Linked DNA regions of Mus musculus: region 1 is linked to region 2. Evidence: chromatin contacts called from public promoter capture Hi-C data. All regions are on one chromosome and are shown on one strand. Each heading gives the region's core, a stretch centred on a gene start, on an enhancer-like site or on the middle of the called end of the contact. The rest is flanking DNA. Distances are from core to core; before and after follow the strand shown. Region 1 holds the start of Akr1e1 (aldo-keto reductase family 1, member E1). Region 2 holds the start of Akr1c18 (aldo-keto reductase family 1, member C18).

Region 1 (4,385 bases), core at 218-2,717, 460 kb after region 2:
CAAAAGGTAGAGAATGGAACGTCATAGTCAGAATATGATTAATATTCTGTTCTGCTATCTTTACTCATTCTGGAAACAGGGTGCTTTTCAGCTCTTGCTGTGTTGTGCTTCCCGATTACAGAAGGGCTAAGAACAGCTGGGGCAGGAAGCGGTCTGATATTTAGCACCCAGGGATGCATGAATCAACTGTAAACATAAAACAAGTATCACACACATGGACTCACTCAATATCTGTAGGGTACACACAGGAAAAGCTTAGTGAGACACAGACATTTCCATCAAATATGAAAAGTGTAGCTCAAGGTAGCTTTGAATTTGATCTCTTCCTTGCTTTGTCCTAAATGACTTGGTTATTGGATCAAGGGGATATACATATCTAGCATAGCGACATTATTTAAGATCATCAGTCAGTGTCACATTTGCTATGGTTTTCCATTGCCTTCACATATTTTGAAAGTCATATTCCTGTGTCTTCAGGAGATAGAATTAAATGCTTCAATTGTGTTGGGAGGGTGATTCCCCCCCCCCCACACACACAGTTTTATTTATTTATTATTTTATTGACATTTCTTTCATCTCACATCTCAGCATTCACTATGTGGTACCAAAGAACACTCAAATCACCAAATTGCCAAAATAATAATAATAATAATAATAATCCCATCCTTTTTACAAAAAATTCTGGAGAAACATTTATTTGAAAACCTTCCTATAAACAGAATTTTTAAATTTACTTTTTTATCAAAAACAAAACAAAACAAAACCCCCAAACCATAAAAAGAAACAAATTTTGATCATGCCTCCCCCTCCCCCACAACTTGTCCCAGAGTCAGACAGGCCTATTCAACTATTCAACTTCACGTTCATTATGCCCTACATTCAAAATCAACTGAGCAAGCAGTGTAACTACTCGCAAATATCTCTAATGTCGCTAGTGGACTCCAGAAGTAGACATTACACTTACATCGGTGCAATTATTTAATTATTTTTATTTGGTTTGTTTTAGCATGCAAAGTAGCACGCTTCCTTGTGGCCATTTGACACACACTCGGTTTTGCTGTGCCAAGATGAGTGCCACTAGGCATAAATGATTTTTCGGAGGCTGGGGGTCCGTGATTAGCTCACACAAGGCTAGGTTAACAGCACACTGCTTTATTTAAAGTTAGTCTAACAGCTTTGAATCCTCGCAGGGAGCAGGGTGTTTTAGGATCACAGGAGAGAGAGTCCAACTTCTCCTCTAATCCGTCTGGGGGAAAACCTTAATCAGAGCCCGGGTCTGGAAGGAATCACCCTAGGCAAAAGAAATCCCGTGCCCCTGGCTGTTTTTGAGCATGTACTCATCAGGCTCCGGGACCCTTAGCCCCACCCACACCGGAGTGTGTCCTCACCTTCCAGGTGCCCAAGCCCACTGTAGGGATGTTTTCCATGGTTCCCCTTTGCTCAAAGGCTCAGCCTCTTCCTGCACTTTAGCGGCCAGAGAGCGTTCCAGGGACCTCAGGAAATGCCGTGATAGGCTGGAGTTCTGGCAGTTTAATTGGCTGATGGAGAGGTCGCTTGGTGCTCTGATTGGCTGAGAGCATAGTCCATCTTTCAGGGGACCTAAGCAATTGGGTTTGGTTGTGCTTTATCTCTGTCCTAAATCCTCTATGATCCTAAGAATTCCGTCTCCGAGCAACCTGCCTAAAGCCCAGATCCAGTGCTCTGTCCTTCTTGCAAACAGGCTGTGGTTCAGGATATTTCCTGGACATCAGATGTTTTAGATTGATGATCGTTTCTAGTATCCTGGAAAAAACAGGTTTGACTATATCAGCTGTCTTGAACCTTGCAATGATGATGAGTGCTACTTTGAGGTGATTGCCATTTTAGTAATAGAGGAAATATAATCTGAATATCATTTTTAAGGTGTGTCTTATGGAATTAAAAAAATCAAGATTAAAAATTAAACATCTCTGGAAGATTATTCACTGTAATAAGAACTAATAATAAGGGAGGTCATTTAAAGAGAGCAAATAGTATATAGGCAGATTTTGAGGGAGGAAAAGGAAGAGAGAAATGTAATTATAATTGCAAACAAAACAAAACAAAACAAAAACAAAAACCCAAGGGTCTTCCCACAAGATAATCCCTCAAAGGAATGCCTACAAGACTGTCTCCCAGGTGATTTTTAGGTCTTATTCAGTTGGCAATAATCCTAAAATCACAAGCTGAAACATCTAGAAGGAACCAGAAAACCAGCCCATAAACGCAAAGGTAAATAGCTATTTCGAAAATATTAGCATTACTAAGATGATTAGAAAAATTGAAGATTTGCGTGTTACAGTGCTTAGAATTTTGTATCCTTCACTATGTTTGTTAATAACTTATTAAAAACTTAGCAGAATTCAACAATTTTACAATTTCAACCCAAAGTTTTGTTTTGTTATTTTAATTTCTCTGTTGCCATATTACACATCTGTTCATTTGTTTGAGTTTTTCAAGTGCTCATGGCAGATGCACTGTGGATGTGGAAAACTCTACATCTTCTCCAGTTCTCTTTTTTTATTTATATTTTGTAAAAATGGCAAAGTTAAGCCATTAACGGTCAGACAACTATTTGTAGCTTTCGATCTTTATGCAGATTAACATGGAAGTATCCATTTGCAAGAGGATGTGTTTTCAGATGTTCAATATTATTAGTACTCTCTCTCTCTGATAAGCTTTTATTACTCATAGCGACACTTACACTTTCAGTTCATAAATCTATAGAAATATTGTCCTATCTTTAAATGATTTCTATCATTTCATAAAAGGGTAGTTTGATCTAGGGATGCCTTCTTTTTTAATGGTCATTTCAGATTTCTTAGGTAGTAATTTAGCAGAAACCAATGTTACAGATGTAAATACTTGAAAAACATACAAGCATGCTTTACAAGAAATTATTGAAACCTCAAAATTTGATGAGGTAGTTTATTTTAACACACAGAAAACTTTTGCCAGGTTCTCATGGCAGGCAGAGACAAATATATACACTAACATATACATAATGAACATATACACATGCATATGTATATGTGAATGCAAATACATCTGCTCAATTATCCATTCAATAAACAGCATATTCTGGTCAGTACAAGCAACTTAACAAGGGTAAACCGGAAATATTTGGATGCCATTAGGTTAATTTTGCATATGTATTTAATAAATGTCATTTTAGAAAACACATTTTATTCTTATATATAGGTAATTGTGAGAAAAATCAACAAATTTAAAGGGCAAGCTGGTAACTACACAGGAGACACTTCACCTAAACTTTGGAACTATTTTGCAATAATTCTTCATAATTAAGAAATACAATTGAAGACACACTAATAAGTTGTATGAAAAAACAAAATCATAAGACACATGAACTTTATAAGTTGATTCTTCCTGCCCTCTGGTGGTTGTTTCTCAAAATACAGATGTGTATGTAGGAATATATGTAGGGTGTGTATAAAACATATATAAATGATATATAATATATAAATGTATATCTAGAAATACATATATTTAGACATGTATTTATGAACACATATATGTCTATACATATGTGTATATGTGTGTTTAATTGAAATGCCATACTACCTCACACAGAGTATAACATTTCTCCCAGTTGCTAAATAAAAAGCTCAGTGACAGGTGTACCATACCTTACCTTAAGCTGTTGTTTTGGAGGTTGCAGAGACCTCTAAAATATTGCAGGTCATTGACGGTGATCTTGGATGTGGACCAGAAGAATTTGATGATATAATTCTAGTATTAAAGACATCATATATTCTGTTCATAGGAAACAGAGAAATAAAGTTGGTATTGACTAGGGAACTTCTCTGCTATCCAGATTGCATGCTGTGTGGGCTGCTGTAGGAGAAAAGTCATCAATAGGTTTTCTATCAGAAAACATTGGAGGCAAAATGATATGCTGCATGGCAAGATATGCTTGTAGACATGCATAAATGTTTTGGGCAGGTAATCAGTTCATTCTGACTAGATATGAGGACCATTCCACAGAGAAAAATGCATGCCTAGCACAATAATCATGGACAAGAATTCATGGTTGCAGAATGAACAAGCCCGGGATTAATCTACTAATATCAGCTTTCTAAATAACATTAGACTATTGTCTGAATGGTTAATCTATATAACTTTGAATGGTGCACCTCTTAGATTTTATCAGAGAGATGTCTTTGTTCTGTAGAGGGAAATCAATACAGAAACATACAATCGGTCAATGCATAGAGAACACCTCATGTTTGTGAGGTGTTCATCCACAGATGAGACAGCTATATCACAAACCTCCTCACAAGATTCAGAGGTCCCTTTAGGAGAGGTGGGTCAAAGAGTGGTAAGTTGGAGAGAACTGAAGCCAAACA
Region 2 (4,590 bases), core at 191-2,690:
TCTATCCTGTGTAACCTCTAGTCAATAATACTATATATTTCAGTAGACTTTTTCAGTTTCTACTTATAAAAAAGGACATGTGACAATTGTTTTTCTGTGTCTGGACAGTTCATGTAGCACAATATCCCAGAGTTCCATCTATTCAGCTGCAGATAACAGATAGTTACTTTTCTGTATGCATAGTGGCCTAATATCTGTATATGTGTATAGGCGTGTGTGTGTGTGTGTGTGTGTGTGTGTGTCTATTTGTCGGCTTATCCGTCTATCTGTCTGTCTCATGTTTTCTTTTATATTTCATTAGATGCTGCACACTGAATTGATCCATGTATCAATTATTGTAAATAATGCCATAATGAATGTTAATATCTATTTGCTCTACTCAGTATACTTATTATTTACATATATGCAAAAATGGGATGTCCAAGTGATATCTACTTTTAGTAGTTCTGTAGGAAACTAAAACAAGTTGTGGCATTGGCATACAAATGGACACACAGGAGAATGGAATGGAATCGATTTCATCTACATGAGTCCATGGTCCAGAGTGATTCTCAACAAAGGCATGGAGGCAAGGATAAGAAACAGCACAGGCTTTTCAACCAGTGACACTATGACCTCTGTGTGTCCTCACACAGAGGGCAGAAATGTGGCTATAGTTCCTTACCTGGTATACATATCAATCAAAACGAACAAAAGACGTTTGTATGAGACCTGAGATGGTAAAACCACCAGAAAGAACATGAAGGAATCTCTTTAAAACATTGCATAGGCAATTTTTGGATATGTCCTTCAAAGCACAAGACACAACAGCAAAAGCAGACAAATGATAGTATATCAAGTTAAGAATCTTTCAATTCATGGTAGAAACAGTCAATAGAGTAATGAAACCAACTACAGAACAGGAAAAAACCTGTCATCCAATTATTTCATAAAGACTAATACACATAGCTTATATCAAACTCAGAATAACAAAAAAAGTAAACAAAAATGCATGAGTTGGTTGAATAAACATATTTCAATGGTTAACAAATAAAATGTTTGTGTAATATATATCATCAGATAATGATGTTAACTAAGTTTCAAATTTTCTCCTTTTCTCAGAAGCAGATCGACACTGAAGGAAGACCCCAAAACCAGAATAGTTAGTGATTACATGATCAAACCTTAGTAGAACCCACCCAGTCTGCCTCTCTTCTACATAGCACAGCTCTAATCTGGTGGAGCAGAGCAGCAGGAGTCCACCAAAATTCCACAGGAATTGATAAATTTCATTCTTTTAGGCCCTTAATCCCCAAACCTTTTTTATTACCTCTTCAGTTGCATAGGTGCCAAAGCCCAGGACAGGAATGGAGTGACCATCATTTAATTCTATCTTCTGAATTTTGGAATTCATTCTCAGCCACTGCTCTGACCTAGAAGATTCTCTCTCTTCCTCTGCTTTCACAAGCCAGCGAACAAGTGCAAATTATAGCCCCAAGTGAATGAGTAATCAGCAGTCAATGGCACGGGGGCGGAGTGAGCTCTTACAGCATTCTACTTGTGAGGAAAGAGTTGGCACCAGACCGTTTATTCTCATACAGAAGAGAATTTGCTACAACATCCTACATAGTGACACATACATGACTTTATGTAATGAATGTTGTTACTAGAATACTCCACACAGTATTTTAAGTTGCTTTATGAGAGACCGAGGGATTGCTGACAATGTCTAGAGTGGAAAGTTTGAGGTGCCTATTGTTCTGTTCTCCATTGCTATGAAGACATACACTATGTACATACACTATGTGGCATAGCAAAGTAGCTCAGAAACCCAAATTGGCGATCGCTGTTTCTTTTCCATTTTAATTTGCCTCATTTTTTTTTCTAGAGATACTGTCTATGAAACCCTTCCTACTACTTTTCTATAACTTTCTACTACCATTTTTCTAGCCAGAATGATCCCCAGTTCTGTGTGAAGGTAATTGGGGTGCCTTGCTCCCTTGTTTACTTTTCTCTTCTGTTATCCCCTTTCCGTATTTTGCAGTTTTAATGCAGTTTTCCTTTTCTGCGGTTTATGCTTCTGAGAGAAATGAAGAGTTGGAGACATATCATTACACCTTCTCATGTAGAACATATGGGAGAGTGAAGTGAAATTTGAGGTTGGTGGATTTAACAAAAGGTGACATAAAACAGGTTATACCAGTGATTAAATGCTGTAGAATTAAACAAACACATTTGTTAATCCACACGGAAAACTATAACATTGCCAAAAGCTACATTCAGAAGAGGTTTTATGTATCTAAAATACTGGTGTTGAGGTGGTATATACATTCACTGAGAGCAGTTTGTCATATCCATGAACAAATAGCTAGGTTAATGTTTAAGAGACAAATGTGTCATCACTATATTGTGTTAAAAAATTCCACCCACAAAATCATGTTAGGGAAATATAAAGATAGATCTTTTAGTTTCTTGCATTCAACACTATGGAAAATATCTTCACTGTTCACAAATATTTAGGAGAGGATTCTGCCATTTAGCAGTTTAGGAATAAAGCTTTGAATCATACTCTGTTGCAATTTCTGAGGAGACACTGCGCTGTCCTAACTGGTTTGGTCACTTTAGAGCAACCTGTCCTAGACGCATTAACTCGGATTTGTAGAGAAAATTCCTTATCTTCAAACAAGCTTTCCATTCATCTTCAAATCACAGACATTTCTTCCCCTGAGACACTGTACTAAAGAGATAACATAATCACAAACATAATGCCATCTATACTCCAAAGTGCTATAGGGCAGTTTGTCTAGTGTGCTGACTTCTGAGTGTCATCCCTTCTGTTTGATCACACACCTGAGGCATCAAAACCTGTGAACAGAAATATAGCAACAAAAGTGATAAAGTCCACACTGGAAATTTTCCCAAATAAGAAAATGTCTAGATCAGAGGGATTTTATTGTGAGCTCTAATGGCCATTTAAGAGGCTAGAGAGATGGCTCCATGGTTAAGAACACAAGCTGCTCTTCAGTAAAATGCGCTCATTTTGCAGTACCCACATGGCAGCTCATGACTGTCTGTATGTCTCATTCCAGGGGATCCAACACCCTCACACAGACATGAATACAGGCAAAACATAAAATTTAAAAACTAAGATGATGATAATATTTATATGGTGTTAACTGATTATGTTAAAGTGATTAAAATATATGCCCTTTGAGAGAAAAGAGAACTTTTCTCTAAGACCATATGTCAAATACTATAAGATGTCCTACTTGTAGGTTTGTATCAAAAAAATTCAGAGCAAGTCATCTGAGAGATATTTGTATGGCAGTGCTCAGTAACTCATAACAGTGGAGACAGGCAACATTAGGACAGAGAGATGAGCAGGCAAATAAAGCTGCTACCTACAGATGCAACATGACTTAGCCTTAGAAAAGAGATTCAGGTATCATCCAATAACATAGGTGAAACATAAAGACATTCCAAGTAGATAAGTGTAATATAGAAAAATGTGTGTCTTCTCATAAGATGACACTTTCATATGCACATGCAGCAGTCTGTTGTGGTGAGACATATCTGTACACTGACTTACTTTACCCTCTTTTACCTTGCTCAGATCCCTTCCTTCTTATCTATATCTCCTTTGAGTGTTCATGACATGTTGGCCCCATAGATTCCAACTATAGAAACAATATCTAACTCCTTTTGAGTCTGTGCTACATTGCTTATTTCTATAGACTAACCTCAATTTTCCCCACGTCACTAAGGCTTTTACCTCTCAAAATGGAAAAACTCATCCTATTATTCATGTGGAGGGGGCACAAAACCTCAGGAGCCTCAACAAACTTGAAAAGCAATTGCACAGCAATACTCCCACTTCCTTATGTCGAAATTTACCACAAACATGCAATGATCAGAAGAGTATGACAATGTAATAGAGATATGCCATTGTGAGGAAATGAAAATATGTGGAAATAAACCTTATTTATGTGGTATTATACACAGCAGTGGTACCAACTCCACCCAGTGAGGAAGCAATCATCTTTCAGAAAAGGCTGCTAGGGAAACTTGACATCAACATATCAAACAGGGAGCTTCAAATCATCTCACAGTTTATAAACAAAAAATATCTTTAAATGGACCAAAGACCCAAGTATAAGAACAAAATGTTCAACACCCCTTAGTAAAACTGGATTTAACTGTGACTTTCTTGGTAGGACACTGAGAACAGGCAGCAAAAACAAAAGTTAGATTTTTTAGATTATTTACTTTATGAGTATGAATGCTTTGTCTGCAAACAGATCTCTGAGCCATGTGCAAGCTTGGAGCCCATGAGATTTAGAGGATGGTGTCAGATACCACAGAATTGGAGGTGCAAGTAGTCGTGAGCTACCCTGTGGGTGCTGGCAATAGAACTGAGTATCTCTGCAGGAACAACAAATGTCAGACCCCAGCCTCTCTCTTCAGCCTTCCACATAGATACATTTAACTTCATCAAAACTTAAAACTTCTTACAACAAAGGGCAAACATATTTCTGTGAGTTGTTGTCAGCGAGGTTCCAGGAACTCTGAAAACAATATAGATGATTGTCATTGCTCTTGGCTGCCCACCAA

The links. Promoter capture Hi-C pulls out the DNA fragments that hold promoters and counts their contacts.
Region 1: a promoter capture Hi-C map of hematopoietic stem and progenitor cells shows a contact between it and region 2. The contact joins the promoter of Akr1e1 here to the promoter of Akr1c18 in region 2. A contact is called at or near these places in 10 of 39 promoter capture datasets (the C10 cell line, the HPC-7 cell line, cranial neural crest and 5 more), 1 of 484 Hi-C or Micro-C datasets (cumulus cells), 1 of 115 datasets of contacts at active chromatin or transcription factors (bone marrow-derived macrophages) and 1 of 9 other capture datasets (pancreatic islet).

The regions. Positions count from the first base shown.
Region 1 is chr13:4,607,697-4,612,081 of GRCm38.p6, forward strand. It overlaps Akr1e1 (aldo-keto reductase family 1, member E1), which reads right to left and starts at 1,468. Exons shown (of 10, transcript NM_018859.2): 1 at 1,389-1,468. The coding sequence starts at 1,427.
Region 2 is chr13:4,149,206-4,153,795 of GRCm38.p6, forward strand. It overlaps Akr1c18 (aldo-keto reductase family 1, member C18), which reads right to left and starts at 1,441. Exons shown (of 9, transcript NM_134066.3): 1 at 1,310-1,441. The coding sequence starts at 1,393.